2 separate regions of the Mus musculus genome follow, and region 2 is linked to region 1. Evidence: chromatin contacts called from public promoter capture Hi-C data. All regions are on one chromosome and are shown on one strand. The core of a region is the stretch at or near the end of the contact, and the rest is flanking DNA. Distances in the headings are between cores, read along the strand shown. Region 1 holds the start of Rnf225 (ring finger protein 225). Region 2 holds the start of Zfp541 (zinc finger protein 541).

Region 1 (4,222 bases), core at 1,017-3,516:
TAGAGATCCTGTCTCCCAAGTGTTAGGATGTAGAAGTGTGCACACTGCGGGCAGCACTTTCCCCTTTTATGAATGGGAGTGTGACTTAAGCAGTCACTGGTTTGGTTTTACTTTCTTAAAGCTCATGTTCACAACCTGCTGGGGACATGCCATGGCTTGAGTCAGTTCTCAGTCTCCTCTAATCTATCTGAGGCTGGTCCCACTACTGACTACTCCTTCGTGCTTCTCTCTTTACCACCCAGGATTACATTGCTGTGAAGGAGAAGTATGCCAAGTACCTGCCCCACAGTGCCGGACGGTATGCTGCCAAGCGCTTCCGCAAAGCACAATGTCCCATCGTGGAGCGCCTTACTAACTCCATGATGATGCATGGTCGTAACAACGGCAAGAAGCTCATGACTGTGCGAATTGTCAAGCATGCCTTTGAGATCATCCACCTGCTCACTGGTGAGGTAAGGTTTTGTCCTTGATTCATACCAAAGCTTCATGGTATACATGCCAGGTTCATTACCTGGGACACCGCCACCTTGTTTAGGGTTGAAAAGGTTGGGGGTGGATATCAGGCTCACGCCTCCCTTTTCTGCCAGAACCCTCTGCAGGTCCTGGTGAATGCTATCATCAACAGTGGCCCCCGAGAAGACTCAACACGCATTGGGCGGGCCGGTACAGTGAGACGACAGGCTGTGGATGTGTCCCCACTGCGTCGAGTGAATCAGGTGGGTCAGAGGCTTGTGAAGGGGTGGGGTAGGAGCCATCAGCACAAGTGGGTGGGGTCCTGTCTTGCATGTTTTACCAGGAACCTCACTTCCTCCAGGAAACCTTCCTGGATTTCCACTCGGTATGAGGCAGATGGTAGTCCAGCCTTCCCAGTCTGGTTCATCTCATCCCTAGTGTATACTTTCACAACAGGCTTTGTTTTGTTTCTTCTTGATTTGTTTGAGTCTATTTTGTGGTGGTACACGTACCTACCTGTAATTTTAGCTACTTGAAAGGCACAGGGTGGATTGCTTGATACCTGAGTACCATGGGGACATCAAGGGTTCCAGTCAAAAGCATCAAATATTTTGCTGGCAGTTCTTAAGTCTCTTTGTTAGTTGGGGCCCTTGTTTTCTCAGCCCTCTCAGATCAGCTATCTGATAAGGTATCAACTCCCTAAAGTAGTAAGTATATGGTATCTGTTGAGGTGGGTCCCAGGTCACTGGCAGGAGGGACCGTTTGAGGCCTGAGCCCTGTCTGTCTTGTCTAGGCCATCTGGCTGCTGTGCACAGGGGCTCGTGAGGCTGCTTTCCGGAACATCAAGACCATCGCCGAGTGCCTTGCAGATGAGCTCATTAATGCTGCCAAGGTGGGTCAGGGCATACCACTTGGGTTGGGCATTTGGGAGTTTGTCCAGCATTCAGAGCTAACCATCTGTCCTTGCAGGGCTCCTCCAATTCCTATGCCATCAAGAAGAAAGATGAACTGGAGCGTGTGGCCAAGTCTAACCGCTGATTTCCCAGCTGCTGCCTAATAAACTGTGTCCTTTGGAACAACTATACCTTCCTGTGTGCTTGTCTAATCATTTAGGGCATAGGGTACCTCCCATGGTATAGAGGATGCAGCTCACCTCCCTGGCATGGCATTCACCAGTAAACAAAAAGAAAATTGTATTTTCTTAAAGATTTATTATGTAAGTACAGTACACTGTAGCTGTCTCCAGATACTCCAGAAGAGGGAGTCAGATCTCATTATGGATGGGTGTGAGCCACCATATGGTTGCTGGGGACTTGTACTCAGGACCCTCGGAAGTGCAATCAGTGCTCTTAACTGCTGAGCCATCTTTCTAGCCCTGGAACTATTATTTTCATGACGAGTGCCTGCAGAATTGTAGCACCTCAGAACTAGTGCTAGTAAGAGGGTGTAAGCCTGGTGCCCAGGGAAGACCCAACAAGTATTGGGGATGAGGAACTTGTGTTGGTCTGGTCTAGGTGGATCTAGTTTGTTCACTCCCATAGTGTGGTTTGTGTACAGGCTTCAAGTGCCCCTATGGAGACCAGTACTAAAGGCTTTGAAGAGTGGTCCATGGTCTTGTTCTATTAGCAGACAACCCACCCCAGCATCTGTTATAGATCAGACTATTCATGCTAGTAGGAGGGGCCTGGGGGCGGGGCGAGTGGCTAGACTGGTTTAACAGGTATGTGGGAACCTAGAGGGTTGGCCTAAGGTCAGGTGTACTCCTTCAGGGAGGAGCACTTAGCTACCTAGTGGCAGACAAGCCAGAAATTGGGGTCAGAACGGAAGAGACGCTGCAATCCCGCACAAGGAAAGGTGTCTACAGGTGGGTGTCTTGCAAAGTGACCAGAGTCAGTTGTTTCTGTTTGAGGAGTTAGCTCTCATAACCTGAATTTACTACTTTTCTTCTCAGCTATTGGGCACCTCAACGCCGGCTTGGGGGTGCAGTGGTCCAGGTGACAGATTAATATAGTGAGTGTTCCCTGGAGTCTTAATTACTCCGGGACTATTCTTACTCAAGGTTGGAGTTGATCCTCTTGTATCTCTCCAGAGATGTATCCTCTACATCTTTGAAACTGCTTCAGTCTTACCCAGTTTCTCTCTAGACCTTTGGCGACAGTGGGTCCAAACAAGGACTCCCTGCCCTCGCTTTTTTGCTTCCTTAGACCTACTCTGCTCCTCTCTGAAATTTTGTCAGTCTGTCAACAACCTCCAGGTTCCTACCTAAGCTCTTCTCTCCATAGGTCCAGTCTGAATGCCGTGTCCTCGGCTGCCCTGGCTCCGCCGCCACCGAACATCCCAGGGCTCTGGCCCCAGCTCCCCAAGTACCGTCTCTGCTCCTAACTCCCCTAGCAGAGGCGAAGACGAGGATGCAGAAGAGGAGGAGGGCGATGGCACCCCTGGCTCAGGCCCCATTCTGCCCCCTACATCCCCCATGGAATGTCTTATCTGCGTGTCACCCTTCGACGGCATTTTCAAGCTGCCTAAACGCCTGGACTGCGGTCACGTATTCTGTCTCGAGTGCCTGGCACGCCTGTCGCTGGCTACTGCGGGTGGCGGCGATGCAGTGGCTTGCCCCATGTGCCGCGCGCCCACACGCTTGGCCCCGCGCCGGGGGCTGCCCGCTCTGCCCACACAGCCCGGTTTGCTGCCTCGCGATGCGCGCGCGCCACTGCCACGCCAGGGTTCTGTGCGCTTTGACCGACGCCGGGGTCTCCTGTACCTGCGGCCACCACCGCCGTCTCCCGGGCCGCGAAAGAGCCGCACAGTGCGTGCCCCACCGCCTCCACCCCCGCTTCGCCTCGGCCGCCCGCTGTCACGTCGCCTGTCCCTGAGCAGTCCAGCATGGGCTTTCAACGCAGCAGTGGCGCTAGCTGTGCTGGTGGCCGCGGGTCTCGTGGTTTCTGGTGTGTACATCTTTTTCCTCATTCCTCATGTCACCAATTCCGGTGTGCGGCCTCAGACTGTGGCGCTGGCCCCCGAAAATGACTTCTGGGTTTCACCGCGGCCCACGCCAGTGGCGCCCTGGACCCATGCCTGGACACGACGCCCCACAAAGCCTGACCTGGACCTGGACGATACCCTGCCAGAGGCTACCAAGGACACGCCCGAGCTTGAGGAGGCTACCAAAGACCCAGTAGAGACTCAGGGGATCCCGGATTTACCACCAGATCAAACACCAAAGGCAGAGATTGATCTTAACTGGAACCCGAAGGCTCAGGCTGATGGGAAGAAGGTGCAATTGCAGCAATAAATGCCTCCACGCTGCAGGCCCAGTCTCCTGGCCTGAGGGACTTCTGTGTCATCCCGGAAGGCAGTAACAAAATGCATACTAAAGTGCCCATTTCTCGGAATTGGGGACTGGAAAGACATGAACTCTTTCAAACCATGCTACAAGAATCCTCTGAGGACATCTTTAATTCCCGTGACCATCCAGCTAAAGGTACTCTCTCTGGCCATGACCTTAATGAACGGCATACCTTTGTAGGTCTAGATGGGGTGCCCCTGATGTTCATCTCTGTGGAAGTCCAGCCGGCCTCTTCCCCAGTGTCATCTACACAGAACTGTGTCAGGGTCCTTTAGCATTGGTCTTGATGGAAGGCTGTTAGGAGCACTTTAAGTTATACCAGCACAGACCCCTGCTGGAGACACTCCTGGCCAGCTCTGGGGACTGAAGGATCTGATCTACTCATCCTTTGGGCTCGCCGCAGGGGCTTGGGGCACCCATCTG
Region 2 (4,258 bases), core at 407-2,906, 3.1 Mb after region 1:
CTGTGGTTCTTTAAGAACAAATTCTACTCTGTTCTTTCAGCATCAGGAACCCATACCAGACACATAGCTAACTCTTCATGACCACTGCTGAGCCAGGGAGTGGGATGGGCTAGGGTAAGTTAGAGCTCTGCTCCATCCAGCAGGTCATATTTTCCTGTAGAGGCCTGCTGGGCCCCTGAACCTTTCACCATTACTAAGAGTTTTAATAAAGATTTTTGTTTTGTTGGTTTTTCAAGACAGGGTTTCACTGTGTAGTCCTGGCTGTCCTAAAACTTACTTTTTAGACCAGGCTGGCCTCAACACACATAGATCCATCTGCTTCTGCCTCCCAAGTGCTGCAATTAAAGGCATGTTTCATCACCACATAATAAAGTTTTGTTGTTTTGTTTTGTGTTTCTGTGGTAAGATAGGTGAGAATTATTTGAATTCAATATGAATTTAGTATTTTCTTTCCCTTCCTTCCCTTTTCATTTCTCTCTCCTCTTACCTTTGCTTCCCCTCCCCATCTTTCTCCTCTCTTCATCCCTATCTTCCTTCCTCCCTCTTCTCTTTTCTTTTCTTCTCCTGCTTGTTTTTCCTAGGCCAGTCTTGAACTCCTGGATTCAAGGACTTGTCTCGCTCAACTTCTGGCATGCTAGAAGTATAGGTGGGCACCACTGCATATCCCCTTATCTTTTAATTTGTTTTAAGATCATTCATATATTCTTCTGAGTGAATTTTGATAATCTGTCTATTTCTAGAAATTTGCTCATTGATTTTTTTGTATCTGAGTTCAATGACTTAACACATTGGGTGTGTATTGTAGCCTATCTTCTGTGTGAGTGCACTGTCTAAACACAGTTCTTCATAGTACTTCCTTGTAATCTTTTTTATTTTTAGAATGTGGTTAGTAAAACTTCCTCTTTTATTCCTTTTTGGGGATCAGGGTGATAGGACTATTGAGACAGCATCTCATGAAACACAGGCTGGCCTCAAACTATCTATTTACCCAAGGATATCTTGCCTCCATATCCCAAATGTTGGGACTACAGGCATGCCTGGTTTATGTGATGCTGAGTGGAGCCTAGAAGTTTGAGTGTGCTAGGATAGGCATTTTACTAACTGAGCTACACCCCCAACCTAACTTCAACATTTACTCTATATTAAAACTCATTGTATTTACTTTTTTTTTTTTTTTTTTGTATGAGACTTTCCCAGTCCAGGCTCTTTTACACACACAGTAAGCCTCCCTTTGTGCAGTGGTATTTCATGTGTCTCCTGGCCACATGGAACAAGTGGACAAGCATCCCCAGGCTTAAACTTGGGCCTGGATGTCCCAGTGGACTGACTTGTGCCTGCACAGACTCTAACTTTGAGTTTCCTTGTTGCTGGCCTTGGGATTTTCCTTGCTTGTCTTTTCTGCCTAGACACACATTAAAGTCTATTTGATCTTTCTAATATTTATAACTGGAGGCAGAGGACTCTGCAGTCCACCATGTGTTATTCTTTTGTCTAGTTGACAGATGAGGAAATGGAGTTCATGGATCTTGCCCAAGGTCGTGCAGCAAGGTTAAATGGCTAAGAACAGACCCATCTCAGTGGCTCCATTTTCAAGTCTACATTCTGCCTACTACACCTACCACCTCTTGATTCTAATACGTCCTTGTTCATTTTCAGGAGCTAGCTGCCAGCGAGGGCTCTTCCCTTCCTGACTCTGGACACGGCTTTGCTTGTCTGGAGACGGGCTCTAGCCAGGACCTGGCAGTGGAAAGCCATGGAGCCATACAGTCTTGGGGAAGAGGGAGCACTTCCATCAGAAGGGCACCTCCCATCCTTCTCTGAAAGTCAAGTGCTCAACTGCAGTGACACACTCAACCGGGACCTGGGCCCCAGCACACGGGACCTGCTCTACGCTGGCTTAAGCGGTTTGGACCTTGACCCCAGTCTCTCCACATCTGATATGCCCAGTGAAGTGCTAGAGGACAATCTGGACACCCTGTCCCTATACTCGGGGAAGGACAGTGACTCTGTGAAGCTGCTGGAAGAATATGCAGACTCTGAGTCACAGACCTCCTTACAAGGTGAGGCTGCTCATGGACTGAGCACCTACAGTTCCTGCAGGTAGCCAGGGACTGAATCCGCTGGCATTGGCTAGGAAAGGTCTCCTTAGCTGGGCATGATGATGCCTGCTCATAACTCCAGCATGTAGAATACAAACACAGGAGGAACACTGCAAATAGAGGCCAGCCAGAGCTACATAGTAAGACCCTGACTTCAACATGCTAATAAAGGGAAGGAAGGAAAGGAAAAACAAAACAAAAATCTCTTCTTGTAGAGGAGGCTTTTATCCTACTTTGGAATTGTCAGCTTGTGGGTTCTGGGTGTTAAATACAGGTCCTCAGGCTTCCGTAGCTTGTGCTTTTACCACCGAGCCATCCCACAGACTGGCATCCCCATCTTTGATCTGTGTGGAGGCAGACCATCAGGCTTGTAGGGGACGTTTATATTACTGCTGTATCTCAAGAGCATTTGTCCAGAGTAAGTGGGGATCCTGTCCATTCTGTCTTGTACTAGTCCAGCTTTTCCAGACCTCATGTCATGTAAAATAAGGGGACCCCAATCCTCACATGCCCACTGCTCTAGAACAATGGTGAGACATGAAAAGGAGAAGACTGCAAAAGCCTCCCATAGACCATAATGTACCAGACAGGTGCTTGATTAAATCCTGCTTTGTCTTTTTAAAAGAGGGAGGTCTTGCCATCTTTTCAGAACACTGAGGCTCCATCAGACCTCTTGCCTCAGTCTGTCCAGGAACCAGGACTATAGATTGTGCCATGCCCAGCTAGTTGTTTTTTACAACCAATATTGTCAGTAATACTTCATCTTAAATAGGGCCTTGATTCAGTTCCAAGGTTTTCTCTTCAACCATCGAAGAAAAGGAGAGAATTAGTGAAATAATTGAGCAGCTTGTGTGAGTGTCATTTTAGTTTGCTGTTGGTCTCCTGTGGAAGGGAGTTCTCTTGTTTAATTTTGGTTTGGTTCTGATCCTCTTTATTGGTTCCTGGAAAGTTGCTTCAATGGGTTGACTTGGGTAGAGGTCCAGGGAGTTTATAATCCCACTGTTTGAAGGGAAGTCCACATCTAAATGCCTGAAACTCAGTAATTGGGATTGTGTCTGAGGAAGTAGCAAGAACTTGCTACTGGGAAAGATTTCTGCAGGCCCCACTCCAAAGATTACCAAGCAGTGACCAGGCCTGTGTCTGTGTTGGAATGATGGCAGAGCAGGAAGTCTTAGGAACTTAGGAGAGTGCACATGGGAAGACTGACTATGGCACTAGCCAGGCCCAGGGTTGTAATATGGCACTCACTTTGGGCCGTGGTGATACTGAAAAGTGCTCGTGAAAGAGATGCGTGTTTTCCTGGACACAGGAACCCTAATTGTCATCAGTTATTCTTAGGGTTCTGCTCAGTTTAGCCTTTCTTTATATTCAACTGTTACAATGCCCCCAGCCCAAGCATTAAATTTCAACTCTATGCTTTTAAAACTTAAATTAAGGCCCATATAAGTAAATATGCATATGTCATTTTTTTCTTTTTTGTTTTTGAGATGGGGGTTTTACTGTGCTAGTGATTAAGCTAAGCTGGCTCTGAGTGCCTGGGCTCAAGTGATTTTCCTGCCTCAGCCTTCTGAGTACTTAGGACTAAGGCATGTAGTACATGCCCAATTTTCATTTACTTTTACTTGTTTATTTGAGACAGGGTCTCACTGTGTTGTCCAGGCTGTCCTCAGAGTCTGAATAATTCTCCTGTCTCAGTTTCCCAAGTGCTGATGACCACTGACGTGAGCCACCACTTCTGACTATGTTAATTTTTTAAATTAGAAAAGTAATATGTGCTGGAGGATGTTGGTGCACACCTTTAATCCCAGCACTTGGGAGGCAGAGGCAGGATGGTTTCTGAGTTTGAGGCCAGCCTGGTCTACAGAGTGAGTTCAGGACAGCCAGGGCTACACAGAGAAACTCTGTCTCTGTAGAAAAGAGGAAAATGTATTTATTATAGAACATAAAGTATGAAGCAAAAACCCACCTCTAAGCCATGTAGTACACATAAATACTTTGTTTTTTGTTTTGTGGGGACTGTCCACTGTGTGTCCCAGACTAGCTTGAAGTCAGCAGTTCTCCTGCCTTAGCTGGGACTACAGGTGTAAACCAATAGGTCTTACCTCATAAATCTTCAAGTTCATGGGTGAAATTGCTCAGATATACGTTGGGTTTTTTTA

Evidence for each region. Promoter capture Hi-C pulls out the DNA fragments that hold promoters and counts their contacts.
Region 2: a contact with region 1 is called in a promoter capture Hi-C map of pre-B cells. The contact joins the promoter of Zfp541 here to the promoter of Rnf225 in region 1. A contact is called at or near these places in 2 of 39 promoter capture datasets (cranial neural crest and pre-B cells).

The regions. Positions count from the first base shown.
Region 1 is chr7:12,925,150-12,929,371 of GRCm38.p6, forward strand. Rnf225 (ring finger protein 225) reads left to right here and starts at 2,267. Exons shown (of 2, transcript NM_029809.2): 1 at 2,267-2,317; 2 at 2,736-4,222. The coding sequence starts at 2,747. The coding sequence ends at 3,745. Rps5 (ribosomal protein S5) reads left to right here. Exons shown (of 6, transcript NM_009095.2): 3 at 243-452; 4 at 588-716; 5 at 1,247-1,345; 6 at 1,423-1,537. The coding sequence ends at 1,491.
Region 2 is chr7:16,070,189-16,074,446 of GRCm38.p6, forward strand. It overlaps Zfp541 (zinc finger protein 541), which reads left to right and starts at 1,657. Exons shown (of 16, transcript NM_001099277.2): 1 at 1,657-2,060. The coding sequence starts at 1,754.